Regions from separate parts of the Gossypium hirsutum genome. Here regions 1 and 3 are each linked to region 2. Evidence: chromatin contacts called from public Hi-C data. All regions are on one chromosome and are shown on one strand. Each heading gives the region's core, a stretch centred on a gene start, on an enhancer-like site or on the middle of the called end of the contact. The rest is flanking DNA. Distances are from core to core; before and after follow the strand shown. Region 1 holds the start of LOC107899214 (54S ribosomal protein L17, mitochondrial). Region 2 holds the start of LOC107899210 (carbon catabolite repressor protein 4 homolog 1). Region 3 holds the start of LOC107899215 (60S ribosomal protein L21-1).

Region 1 (3,925 bases), core at 1,378-3,877, 180 kb after region 2:
TGATAAAAATGTATTCCAATTATTAGTAGTTTAAGAGATGTTCATTTACTTCAAGTCAGCATTGTGGAAGGAGAGTCCTAATGCTAGATGGTATAAACCATTTTCAGTACCCCCTACTTAAAAAGGAATAAAATAGGGTTATCAAGTCATCTACATTTACCCACTATCCAAGAAGGTAGACATTGGAATTGATCAGCCAATTATAACAAGACCATGCATATTAGACCAAGACCAAAGTATTGTGTAATTGAGTCAATCATGCATCAATAATCGCCTACATAAGAAACTAAAAGTATTGGACAATTCAATCCATCCTTAGCCAATGAGCTTTTCGTTATTTTTGCCTAATTGAGTCACGTTCGGATGTTTGGTTTTCTAATCTTGGACACTCTATTCCACAAATTTGGGTTATATGAAAGACCTGTATGGCTTGGAACCGAATGAAGCAGTTTGCCATCAGCTGATAATCAACTTCTTAAAAAATTCAGCTTGTTCAGGAAAATACTCCAAGAGTTCATCTTTGGTCACCCAAACGAAATCCTCGCACTTCTGGATATCGAACTTGTTGGTATCAATCACTTGAGACTTGAAAAAATATCGCTGACAGAAAGTAAAAACATAAGGTAGGAAAAAGTGAAGTGCATGTATGTTATCCAAACAAGATTGACATTTGATTAAAAAGACTAAAAGACAATTATTACATCAATATAAGAGGTAAATAATACCACCATTTTGCTTGAAATACCTTAAATGGTTCAGGCACATTCTCCATCTGCCGTATAACCATGTGCCCCATGGGAGCATTTCCGACAAAATAAGTGTGAGAGAGGTCTCCGAGTACGAATGCTAAGGCAGACTCTGCACACTGCAAATATTTCATATTTATGTCATATTGATAAAACAAAAAAGAAAAAGAAACAAGATGCATAAAAACCATTACCTTGCGCAACGTCTCCTCTGAATCATAAACTTTTTCTGGAAAATGCCACACAGGTTTCCCGCTAGGAGCTGCATTACTGTTACCATATGGAAGAAGATACAATCTTCTATCAAGTGCTCTCTGCAATGACCTTGACAAATACAAAGTTCAGAGCTTTCGCAATCAAAATATTGTACTAAACTACTAACAGTCGCTCAAATGTACTAACTTCACTTTTTATCCACACAAGGCCACAACCACCGAGAGGAAGAAATTTTTTTCTTAAGGATGATGTTTATTGTTTGTTCACATAACTGTTATGTATAAATAAGGAGACAGATACTTTAACTAGAAGAGAAAAGCACTTTGAGATCCAATTCTGATCATTTCTTCCTATACACTATTAGTTCCTTATGACATATATCTGATCTCTATCAAACAAAGAATAGCCCATAGATAAAAGTGTTACACTGAACAATTAAAAATGCACCACTTTCTTTCGTCATTCGTTTTGTCAGCTTCTTAGAGATTATTAATGCAGATTTCAGGCCAGTTATTCCCAAAAATTGTTAGTTCTTGACAACACATATTCGATCTCTTCCAAACAAAGAACGGTCTCCTGATAATTAAGTTCCAATGAGCAATATGAAATCTACAACTTACTTTCTGTCAATCGTTTTGTCAGCTTCAGTGATCCTTGGAGCTGGAACGTTGTCAATTTGGTAATCACCTTTTCCCCTGGTTATACAACAAATTCACTACATTAGCTGAAAACTAAAATCATCTTTGTTGCACTTCACCTTTTTCTTAATGTGCAAATCTGAAGTCATGCATGTACCCATTGAAAATGCAAAGCAAGGAGAAGGAGCATAACATACATAATGTATCCAAACGAACAACTTCCATTGCTTTTGAGGCTGTTGTTTTTCAATTGAAAACAATTAAGCCTAAATTACTCTACATTGTTTTCTCCAAATCAGCTCTCCAGAGGAATCACGACTCTAAATCATTCATTTGGATAAATCAATTGCTTTCCTTTTTTTTCTTAATTGCTATGCATAAAATAAACAACTTTTATGCTTAGTCGGTAACCACTTAAGCTGGAAAGAAAGACCCAACATACAAATAAATGCCCCTAATATAACTGAATCAAATTTATAACTTGCCTAGATTTAGACATGTCCAAGAATTCATAAGGATATTTGTGTCAATACTGCTGCCTCCATCGAAAGCTGCATAAAACAAAAGCAATTACATAAATAAATCGCAAGAGTTTCATCTATTTCCATAAAACCCCAATTAGTAGCTGAAAATTTGAACTAAAAAAGCTAATAACTTTGTGCCATAAACCACTAATCATGTTGTTTTCAGCAAAATATTTTAGCTTTTTTTCTTCCTTTTTGCATCAATGAGCTAACCAATAGACATCTAAGGTATCCTAGATAGAACATTCCCAGATTTTCTCACGAGAATGAAAACTTACGAAAACTCTTGAATGCATAAACCACAGGATCCAATTTGGGAATAACGACAGGTAATCTCTCGAACAATACCGACGCCACAATTTTCTTGGAGGTTGAGGAAAACCCACGCACCCCCATGAATGGCCGAACCAACGATCTGTGCATTCTCAACTTGAAAAGGCCTGCTTAAACCTAAATCCAGTGTGAAGGTATCGTAGTAATTTTTTATTTTTATTTTTACTTTTCATTTAGGTATTTTTAATTTTTGTTTAACTAAAAAACCCCAAACCCCAGCTCCCCAACCCACGCCTCAAGCCCACAAAACCCACACCCACGATTCAGTCTCCAAACCCATATACCCAGGCAGAAAAGCCCAAAAACTACCATGCCGCAAGACCCAAACACAAAACCCCAACCCCCAACAGTATTCTGCTAAGCAGAAATTACAAAACAAATAGACCATAACACAACCATCTTAAACAGAGGCAAACAAGAAATCCAAAAATAAATAACATATACTAGACAATAAACAAACAAAAACAAGAACCAGACTGAGACCTGAAACTAAAACCCACTGAAATACAAGTAAGGAAGCACAGATCTGAAACTAAAAACAGAGATGAAAAGGCAAAAGACAAAATTGAAGTAAAGATTCATACCTGAAATCAGTCTCCTTCATTCATACCTGAAATCAGTCTCCGATGAAGCAGGGGATTTCAAAAATCACAAAGAACAGTTTAAGAATTTTAAATTACAATAAAAATAAAATGGGTTTTCATTTATTGTCTACTGGTCATTTGGAGAGCTATATTAATGTACAGTTAGGTTTCATTTATAGTCATTTTAATGAAAAAAAACAATAAACAAAAATAACCTTATCTCTTTTATTTGTTAAAACTTTCAAAACTTCTTTTTATGTTTTATTTTTTCCTTGTTTTTTATTTACTTTATCTTTACCCCATTCAACTAAAAGGGACTTCAACGACTACTTTCAAACTAGTTTTTCCTTCACTTGATGGATTTGACTTTCCCAACTTATTACTAACACACTCAATGAGGGGAATACACACGACCAAATAAACATCAACAGTCATGCACACAAGAAACAATAATCAAATAAAACAACACACATCAATGTTATTCCAAACAAAATCAAGAGATTGTAGAGAGATACTTTGGGTCGATATGAATGACCAAGTCAATTAAAGGACCAATTGAAGCCCCCATTCAAACACTGTTGACATCCTCAAAAGAGAAACCTTCTTTTGCTACATAATTAACAATATCAAAGCAAAAGATGAGTACATTGGACTTTTTTTTAAAAATAAACCACTATTACTAGTCAAATATGAAACTCTAAAAGAAAACTCTCACTAGGGGTGAGCATTCGATCGAATTGAACCGAATGAAAAATTTTTGAGTTAATCGAGTTTTCAAATCCTATTTTATCATCCTAACTCGATTTGAAATTTTTACGAATCGTGTCGAGTGGGATGGAATTCAAATCGAATCGAATATAATTGTTTGAGTTAAATTAAAAAAA
Region 2 (4,278 bases), core at 1,014-3,513:
GGACAATAATTGTTTGGGCTAGAATGAATTTAGAATAATCATTTGTCCATATTATTAAATAATTATAAAAATTATTTTAAAAATATTAAGAATTATATTTTTAATGCTTTTTTATAATTTTATAATTATTTAAAAAACCACATTCAAAATAAACATGTATGTTTTTTTTAAATAATAATTAAAAATTTATTTAACTTTTAGAAATTTTTATTTTTTAAATATTTGCTAACATAACAACAATGCCATATCAATATGAGGTACATGTGGCATATCAGTGTCGTTGTTTGGTTACTTTGTCAGCCACATCATTATTAATAATAAAAATTATTGAAATTTTTAATAAAAAGTCCAATTCATTTAATCTATAATAACTAATTTGTTAATTTTACCTAATAATTAATTAAAAGTTTATTGATAAAACTTATGATTCGGTAAATTGTTGTATTTTTATCAATCAATCAATGAATTATCATTCAGATGAAATTTGGTTCAAATCAGCAAAATAAATGGACAAGAGAAAATAAATTTTATTTGCCGGTCATGTTATTATTATTGGGATTTTTTATTTATATATATTTTTATATTTTTTTGAAACTTTTTATTTTGTAATTATTGAATGAGATAAGTAATTATATATGAACTTTGATTTAATGTGTAGTTATATACATGAATTTTAATTTGCGGATCATGTTATTATACACGTGAAACTCTAATTGCTGTTCAAATGTATACTTGAAACTTTAATTTTGATTTAATTATACATATTTAAAGAAATAAATACATCAATTTATTTTTATATTAGATAAATATAATTATTTATGCATGCAATATATAAACATAAAATGATGTTATATCAATAATTGTGTTAATAATTTACAAGAATTGGATCAAATCAAAATTTTATGTATAATTGCACAAAATCAAAGTTCATGTATACAATTGTATATTAAACCATAGTTTATGTATAGTTTTGGGATTTATCCCTTATTGAATAGATGGTTTAACTAGTTAAATTGGTTGAATTGAAAATTGATAATGCAGTTGATTTAATCACCAATCGAATTCTTTTAAAATTAGTTGAATTAAATTAAATTACTTTTGTTGATTGAGTCTTAGCTCAGCTGGCATCGTCATTATTGTCGGTACAAGAGAATGTGAGTTCAAGCACATTGAAGCACACTTATCTTCCTATTTAAGAGTTGGGATTAAAGATGGCAAAAAAAATTGAATTTGACAGGTTTCGGCCCAACCCGATCCATGAGGGTCGGATTTTTTTTTTGAAAAATAGGAGGATTCAAATGGGTGAAACTATAAAAATAGTCGTGTTGAGATTGGATTTGAGGTAAATCCGCTTTGCCTTGCCCTGAGATATTTACAAAAAATTGCCCCTAATATATACATATACTAAATATTTGCTTTCAATAAATACATATATAAAAAAATAAATATATTAATATTTAAGTCTAAATTAAAAAATTATTCTTATCTGCTTCTAAATAAAAAATAAAATAATTAAATTAATTTCGGGTTGGATCGAGATGGAGTTAGGAATTTTATTAAATTTTAAGTTCGGGTTTAGGGTGAGTTTTTTCTTAAGACTCGGGATCAGGTCGGGGCAAATTGGTCAAACTTCAGGTTTGGGTTGAGATAGGCAAAAATTCATCCTGCCTCACACCGTTGTCATCCCTTATTGGGGTGGGGTTACGGTAGAAGTGTCCACGGGCTAGGTCGAGACCCGGCTCCAAAAAACTTTTCAAGTCCAGACTCATTTTTGGCCAAGCTTGGTCTACCCAAAAAGGCCATTTCACTATTCAAAAAATAATAAAATATTAAAAATTATATTTTAATTGATATTTTATATACTTTTATAATTAAATTTAAAAATAATTTTCGTTGTTGAAATTGAACTAAGCCAGGTCGACCCAAGGTGTGAAAATTTTTGTTTAAACTTGACCCTAGTTAAGAGGGATTTATCGGACCCTTGGACAAGTCTAGACAATGAGTAATTTTTGAATAAATTTAAATTAATTTGAAAATTGAATACCAAAAGTACACCACACAAAAAACCTAAACCGATTATCTTACCATATAAATTAATTAAATCGATTGGATTTACTTAGCACAATCAATTTTATGGACTTTTTCACCCTCAACTTTCCTTTAGATGAATAGACATGTGTTGCCATAATTTTAATTTTTTTAAGAATAAATATTAAAGTTAAAATTACCTCAATTTTATATGGATATATCGCTGGAAAGATTACAAATGTTTTAATTTTTATCCTTGAAAAAATTTATTTCTCTCTATAAATAATAAACAGATATTATAAATAAAGACTTTCCTTTTTCATGTCCTCTGTAAAACCCTAACTATCATTCGATCTCCTCATTTCCCCCCTTTCTTTCTCTGTATCTCTTCTTCGATTCATTCCTTCAATCATTCTCTATTTCAAAACCCTAAATACCGTTACAAGATCTGTTCTTGGTTCTTGCATGTTTATATTTGGGATTAATCAACAAGTCTTCTAGGGTTTGTTTAATCGGAAAAAAAAAAGAAAAAAAAAAGAGGACGATTGTCAAGGCTGGCGGGTTTTCGGGTCAAGTAAATGGCGGATCCGCCTGGATTCCGCCTCGATAAGATTGCGCATCATTTCGAGGTCATTTCTTGCTCTGCTGCTCTTGTTAGTGTAGGATTGGATTTGATAGGTTTACCAAGTGGTGACCGTTGCGAACTGTGACCGACCAAGGAAGCCCGAGAAGTTAAAGCATGCTGAGCGTGCTACGTGTGCACCTCCCTTCTGATATACCAATTGTTGGCTGCGAGCTCACGCCTTACGTGCTCTTACGCCGACCTGACAAGACCGTTACAACCGATGATGTGCCTGAGTCGGCCCCTCTTGATGGCCACTTCTTGAGGTACAAGTGGTAAGTGTTTTTAAATCCGTCGAAGAATCTTTCTTTTAGGTTTTTTATTGGTTGGTGGCGGGGGTTATGCCAATGGCTAGGCTAATTTCATTTAACTTTTCAAGTGGTATGAACTTTTTTATGGCTAATTAACAATTAAACCCTTTATTATTTATTTATTTATTATTTCTTGGTTTATGTATTTTGGTTAGTTGTCATGTTGGCCAAGTGGATTTTGAGCTAGTTCTTTTGGGTTTGTTATTATTTGATTGCTTTTTACTAAATGTGTGAACTGCTTTTTGTAGGTGGCAAGTGTTTGCATTATAAGACAATTTCTTAGATTTTATGTTTCATTCTTTTTTCTTTTTTTACTTTTTGGTGTTTTGGTCTTTGTGTAGTTCTCATTTTGGTCAATGGGGGTTTGAGTTTGGTTTTGGGGTTTGATATATATGACTGTTTGTAGTAAATACAGTATATGTGAAATTGTCTGAGTGTTTCCGTAAGGGATGCGTGGAATTGAGGTCTATAAGTTGGGTTTTTCGACCTGTGCATTTGGAGATAGAGTGGTTGCTTTTTACTGGATTGCAATTTGTTTTTGTTACTCCGTGTTCTGGATTATCTTGTTCGTTTAGTGATGTGTTTATTTTTTAAATTCTTGAAGGATCAAGAAGTAGTTTCTTGATTCTGATTATGGCATTGAGTTTCATGCCATTTTGTTTGGTTTTACTTGGATTTAGTTTTCGCTGCTTGAGTCAAGAATGTTGCAATTGAGCTCTGTCTCTTTATGCGTCATAGACAAAACTAGGTTCAATGAGCTAGAATCTTCCATCGAAGGCAATAATTTGTTTCCTTTGTTTTCATTCTTGTGGCCACCTAGCACCACTACTCCTATGAAAGCTTGTAAGAACGTTTCAACTTAGACTGAGAGTAACTACACTTAATATTTGATCGTAGGAAGAAAGAATTACCAGAAAGGTACTCCTAAGGCATTTAATGTGCTACTGGTAATTATCAAGCTTCTGCTATTTAAAGTAACTTGGGGTTGAACAAGTAAGTCTAGTTTTATTTCAAAAATCACCAGAAACTCCTGAAAAGGTAATAGAAACTTGAAATTTATAATGGTTGCCTCATCACAAAAGATCCTAGAACTTTAAGCTTTGGTTTTGGTTTCGGTTTCAGTTACATGTAGTAATATAATAAAGATGTTTAGTAAAATATAAAGTTGATTTTATTGATTGTTCAGTCTTTGTATGGTATTTAGGTCAACTTTATACTTATGTTTTGTCATCACTTACATGTAGCAATATAATAAGCTTAAATTTATTGATTATTCCGTCCTTGGATGGTATTTAGGTCTTTTCATTTTAAGACAAA
Region 3 (4,389 bases), core at 1,027-3,526, 250 kb after region 2:
CCAAGAAGGTACGGCGTAGGCTGGCAAAACCCCCTGATCCAAACAATCCCATATTGGATGCAAAGGGAATGACAGTGAACTCGAGTGGTATCCCATTCATTACTTTCTCTGAGCGAGTGCATCAATTCATCACTTACTGGATGTCTCGGACTATAATTGTAAAGCTACTTGGCAGAAGGATCTCATACCTCACTATGTCTAGCAAACTACAGACCATCTGGAAAACAAAACACCCATTAAAGATCCTAGATTTGGAAAACGACTACTTTTCTATTAAATTTAGACATGTCTTGAGAAATAGTAACATGCTTGCTGACTGCATAGCTAAGACGGCAGGAGGAATGAAACAGTTGATAGTTCTCATAGATCCACCATCACGTGTGAAGTCTACTAGAGGAGGACATAAACATGTTGCTGCATGAAGCGGTACTTGGACATCAGTCTTGCTGGAAATTTAGTCATGTACTAATTTTATTTGCTACCAAAAAAAGAAGAAAAAAAAAACAAATGTAGCCTAAGGGAGTCGTAAATGACGAATGTAGTTTTAGGGAGTGTTTCATTTTGTATCACTTGGGAGTTTACACTCTTGATTTATTTAAGCATTTCCTTGGAGATATTATACTTTCAAAGTGAAGTACATGGAAATGCTTAAATAAATCAAGAGTGTAAACTCAGGACAAACAATAGAACTCCAAGGAAATGCTCAAACAAATAATTGTAGCCTCAGTATTTACCAATTATTTGTTTGAGTTTAAATACTGAGGCTACAATTATTTGTTTGAGTTTAAATCAGGACAAACAATAGAACTGCTGGACAGATTATTCTATAATTACATGTGGGTTAAATCATCGTCCAATCCAGTTCTTTGCCATTTTGATCATGGTCTGCTCGACAAGGAAGCCTATTTGAGGCCTTGTGGCTCTGGGTGCCAACAAGTGATAGAAAATGCTTGGAAATATAGAATCAGAGGATCCTATGAATATCACTCGCAATGCGCTGAAAGTTTGGAAATCTAAACCAATTAACGAGAACAAGTGTTAAATAGAGAAAACATTCAGTGGTAACAAAATACTAGAATTCAATGGGTTACCCGCAGAGGATGCTATTTTCATAAAAGGATAAATATACTTTTTGACATTTCATGCACTTTCTGTGGTGAAAAACCTTACAACTTGCAGTCATCTGTTTATCCACTGCCATTTTTACTAATCCACGTTCACTTATGTTTGCCAAAAAACACACAAACGCACAACAGCTAGATCTAGTAACCACCCTTGAGATCGTTAACGACATCATATGGTATGGGAGTAACAGTTTCCAAAGTAGCACCCTCTACCATGAAACCAGGTTTGGGTCCTTTTGGCTGCCTCTTGGTGCTAATGACCTCGCCCTTTGCTTTAGCCTCTGCCTTGAGTTGATCATTCTTCACCTTCCTCAGCTTGAATTCCTCAACGCACCTTGAAGGCTGAACGTGCTCTACTCGCACGTGAATCCTCTTCCTTATAGTCCGATTACCGACCTGCAACCTTGAGCATATTAATGCGGACACACAGATTTCAAATCTCACATGAACAGAGCATCCCATGAGAGTGCAAATGTTAAAAATATCAATCAGGCAAGAATATCAAACTAGCCCCCTACACAACCTCAAAGACAAAATTTAAGCACATCCCGAAGAGTGAATTTGGATCTTTTTATGTTAAAAGCAGCCCCAACATGCCATAAAATTAACAAATGCTACACTGATGTTAAGGTGCATATCATCTCATTGAAATACGAGCTTGTCGATGGATCAGACACCCAACATTTTCTAATAAAAATTACGTAAAATATCAGTACTCGGCATCTGAAGACATGAAATGAAACACAAAATCCATAACTATCATAAGCCAAGATCCACAAATACACAAAGAAAACATCATTAAACAGCGTTGTTTAATTAGACCTGCTTGTTGACTTCAACGCCGATGGCACGTTTGGTGACGTTCCAGACACGACCGGTGCGGCCATGGTAGAACTTGTGGGGCATGCCCTTATGAACGGCGCCATTTACCTTGACATCAACATACCCACCGATCTTGTACGTCCTGAGGTAAGTGGACAAAGAAATGTAACCCTTCTTTCTGAAGGGTCTGGCAAACAGATCCCTTGTTCGAGAGCGGGCATTTTTTTGTTTTTTTTACAGATCTCTTAGCTTAGGTTTCCTTTTCTTGAAGTAGTAGCAGCTAGGGTTTCTTTTTCTTTCGGCTTTTTGGGCCCTTTTTTACCTTCTGGTTCTGCGTTTGGGCTTTTGTTCCTATTTTAGCTTGTTATATACCATAGGACGATTATTGTCGATCAGAGCCCAGAAGCCGAAGCTGGCCACGTTGTTTGAGACTATCCTGGCATCTAAGCCCATCCAATCTGGATTATTTCAGGTTTTATCATTTTAGATTCGTTACAAATTTAATTATGATGGATTTCTTTTGATTTTTTTATGTTGTTTTTACCATTTATATTTAAGGTTTGTGATTGTTTCTCTAAATAATTATGTTTTTAAGATTCGAATTTACATTTTTTTAGTACAACATATCTTATAACTACATCTAATATTTATTGATAAATATATTAAATATTTTTATAATGAAAATGAGTTGGATTAATATTAGAATTATATGATTGTTATCTGGGGTCTGCATCAAGAGAGCAACATATTGCCAAAACGTGATAATGTTAGAAGGCAAAATATTAATATAAGTCTCGCTTATTGGGCAATTTTTGTAACGTGGGGGCTTGCCATGATATTTGATTCTTTTCAAAATCGTAAATTCTGTACTTTTATCTGGTTTTTGGTGGTTTCTGGTATGATTTTATGGTTTTTTGGAATGTGATTTATTAGGAAAGTTACTTTGCAATATTTAATAGACATTAGTATTGATTAAAATCCTTAAAAAGTTGCATTAACACATTTGATTCACTAAATAGTTTTCTAAGAATGTAATAATATTTTACAAATTTACCTTTGTTAAATAAAAATAATATTCATGTATTTAATATTTCACAATATGCTTTGAGTTGAACTGCAACATTTGGTATTCATTGTATTTTTTAAATATAACAATACATATATAAAATTTGTTTTAGAATGAATACTCTAATGCAATTGAGATTTCAATGATATATCGAAAGGAAAAAAAAGGAAAAAATAATAAATAAATAAATAAAATATGTAAACTGTCGAAACCATTTTTATTTTTAGAAAAAAACAAAAATTAGTTGTCGATGAAAATTTAGAGTTGCCACAAATCTTTTATTAAGGTGTGATTGGATCACCTAGAATGACTTTGGTCTACGAGTTTTAGAAAAACAGGTTCGGAAGTCAGTTACGTACGAGGAAGGATTAGTACCCTCGTAACGCTCAAAATTTGGTACCAAGTTGATTAATTAGTGTCGTAATGTCGAGAATTAATAAATACGATCCTTAGTTAAATTAAATTATTTATTAAGACTTTCTCATTTTAAAAAAAGAAAATATCACACCTAATGCGTTAGGGCGCAATATTTTATTCCTTTCAAGATGAGTTGGTCCAAAAAACTCGTGTAATAAAACTTAAGAAAATATTTAATTGTTTAAAATTTAAGAAAAAATTGCAGCCCAATACGTTAGGGCACGATTTCCTAAAATCCCAAACATTCAATATTTCCTTTATTATTTTATTTTTTTTAAAAAAATCTTTATCTCGAGAAATCAACGTGTCACATCCAATACGTTAGGACACAACATATAGAATTCCCGATGACAAGTTTTATTTTGTTTGATCAAAGAGTAATTCTCGATTGTTAGATTTAACGAAGAAAATCGGAACCCAATACGTTAAGGCTCAACTTTCTTGAAAACCTAAATACGAGTATTATCTCTATTTTGAAAAGTTCTATTTTTAAATTCGAGTAAAAAGATGACGTGATTGAATGTATGCATAAACGTTACAATAACAAATATATCAATGGCATAGAAACAATATAAACAAATAAATAAACGAAATGAAAAAACAATAATCCATGACATGCAAAATATTAAATGAATAAATGTAAACACAATTAAATAACGAATGAAGAAAGCAAACAAAATAAACAAAGAAAAGAAGATATATAATATGCACATAGAAATTATGAAGATTAAAAATATACATATGGTTTACAAATAAATTTTTGGGTTATAGAACTTATATATATACAATAATATTATACTTATGAAAATAAAGAAAAATAGATAAACATATATAGATTATAAAATAGGTGTTTAAAAATATATATATTTGAGCATTTTTTAAAAAGAATAAGTATCCATATATATATATAAATAAAAAAACATTAGTTAAAAATCATGTACATATATAAAAAAAACTAAA

What was found. A called contact is a pair of places that touch in the nucleus more often than the background predicts.
Region 1: a contact with region 2 is called in a Hi-C map of leaf, with 2.1 times the contacts expected there. The contact joins the promoter of LOC107899214 here to the promoter of LOC107899210 in region 2. A contact is called at or near these places in 6 of 34 Hi-C or Micro-C datasets (callus, hypocotyl and leaf).
Region 3: a Hi-C map of leaf shows a contact between it and region 2, with 2.3 times the contacts expected there. The contact joins the promoter of LOC107899215 here to the promoter of LOC107899210 in region 2. A contact is called at or near these places in 6 of 34 Hi-C or Micro-C datasets (callus and leaf).

The regions. Positions count from the first base shown.
Region 1 is chrD04:31,000,270-31,004,194 of Gossypium_hirsutum_v2.1, reverse strand. It overlaps LOC107899214 (54S ribosomal protein L17, mitochondrial), which reads right to left and starts at 2,627. Exons shown (of 6, transcript XM_016824866.2): 1 at 2,403-2,627; 2 at 2,086-2,151; 3 at 1,583-1,657; 4 at 941-1,070; 5 at 746-865; 6 at 260-600. The coding sequence starts at 2,099. The coding sequence ends at 457.
Region 2 is chrD04:31,182,606-31,186,883 of Gossypium_hirsutum_v2.1, reverse strand. It overlaps LOC107899210 (carbon catabolite repressor protein 4 homolog 1), which reads left to right and starts at 2,263. Exons shown (of 12, transcript XM_016824858.2): 1 at 2,263-2,925. The coding sequence starts at 2,768.
Region 3 is chrD04:30,935,507-30,939,895 of Gossypium_hirsutum_v2.1, reverse strand. It overlaps LOC107899215 (60S ribosomal protein L21-1), which reads right to left and starts at 2,276. Exons shown (of 2, transcript XM_016824868.2): 1 at 1,947-2,276; 2 at 1,074-1,520. The coding sequence starts at 2,030. The coding sequence ends at 1,263.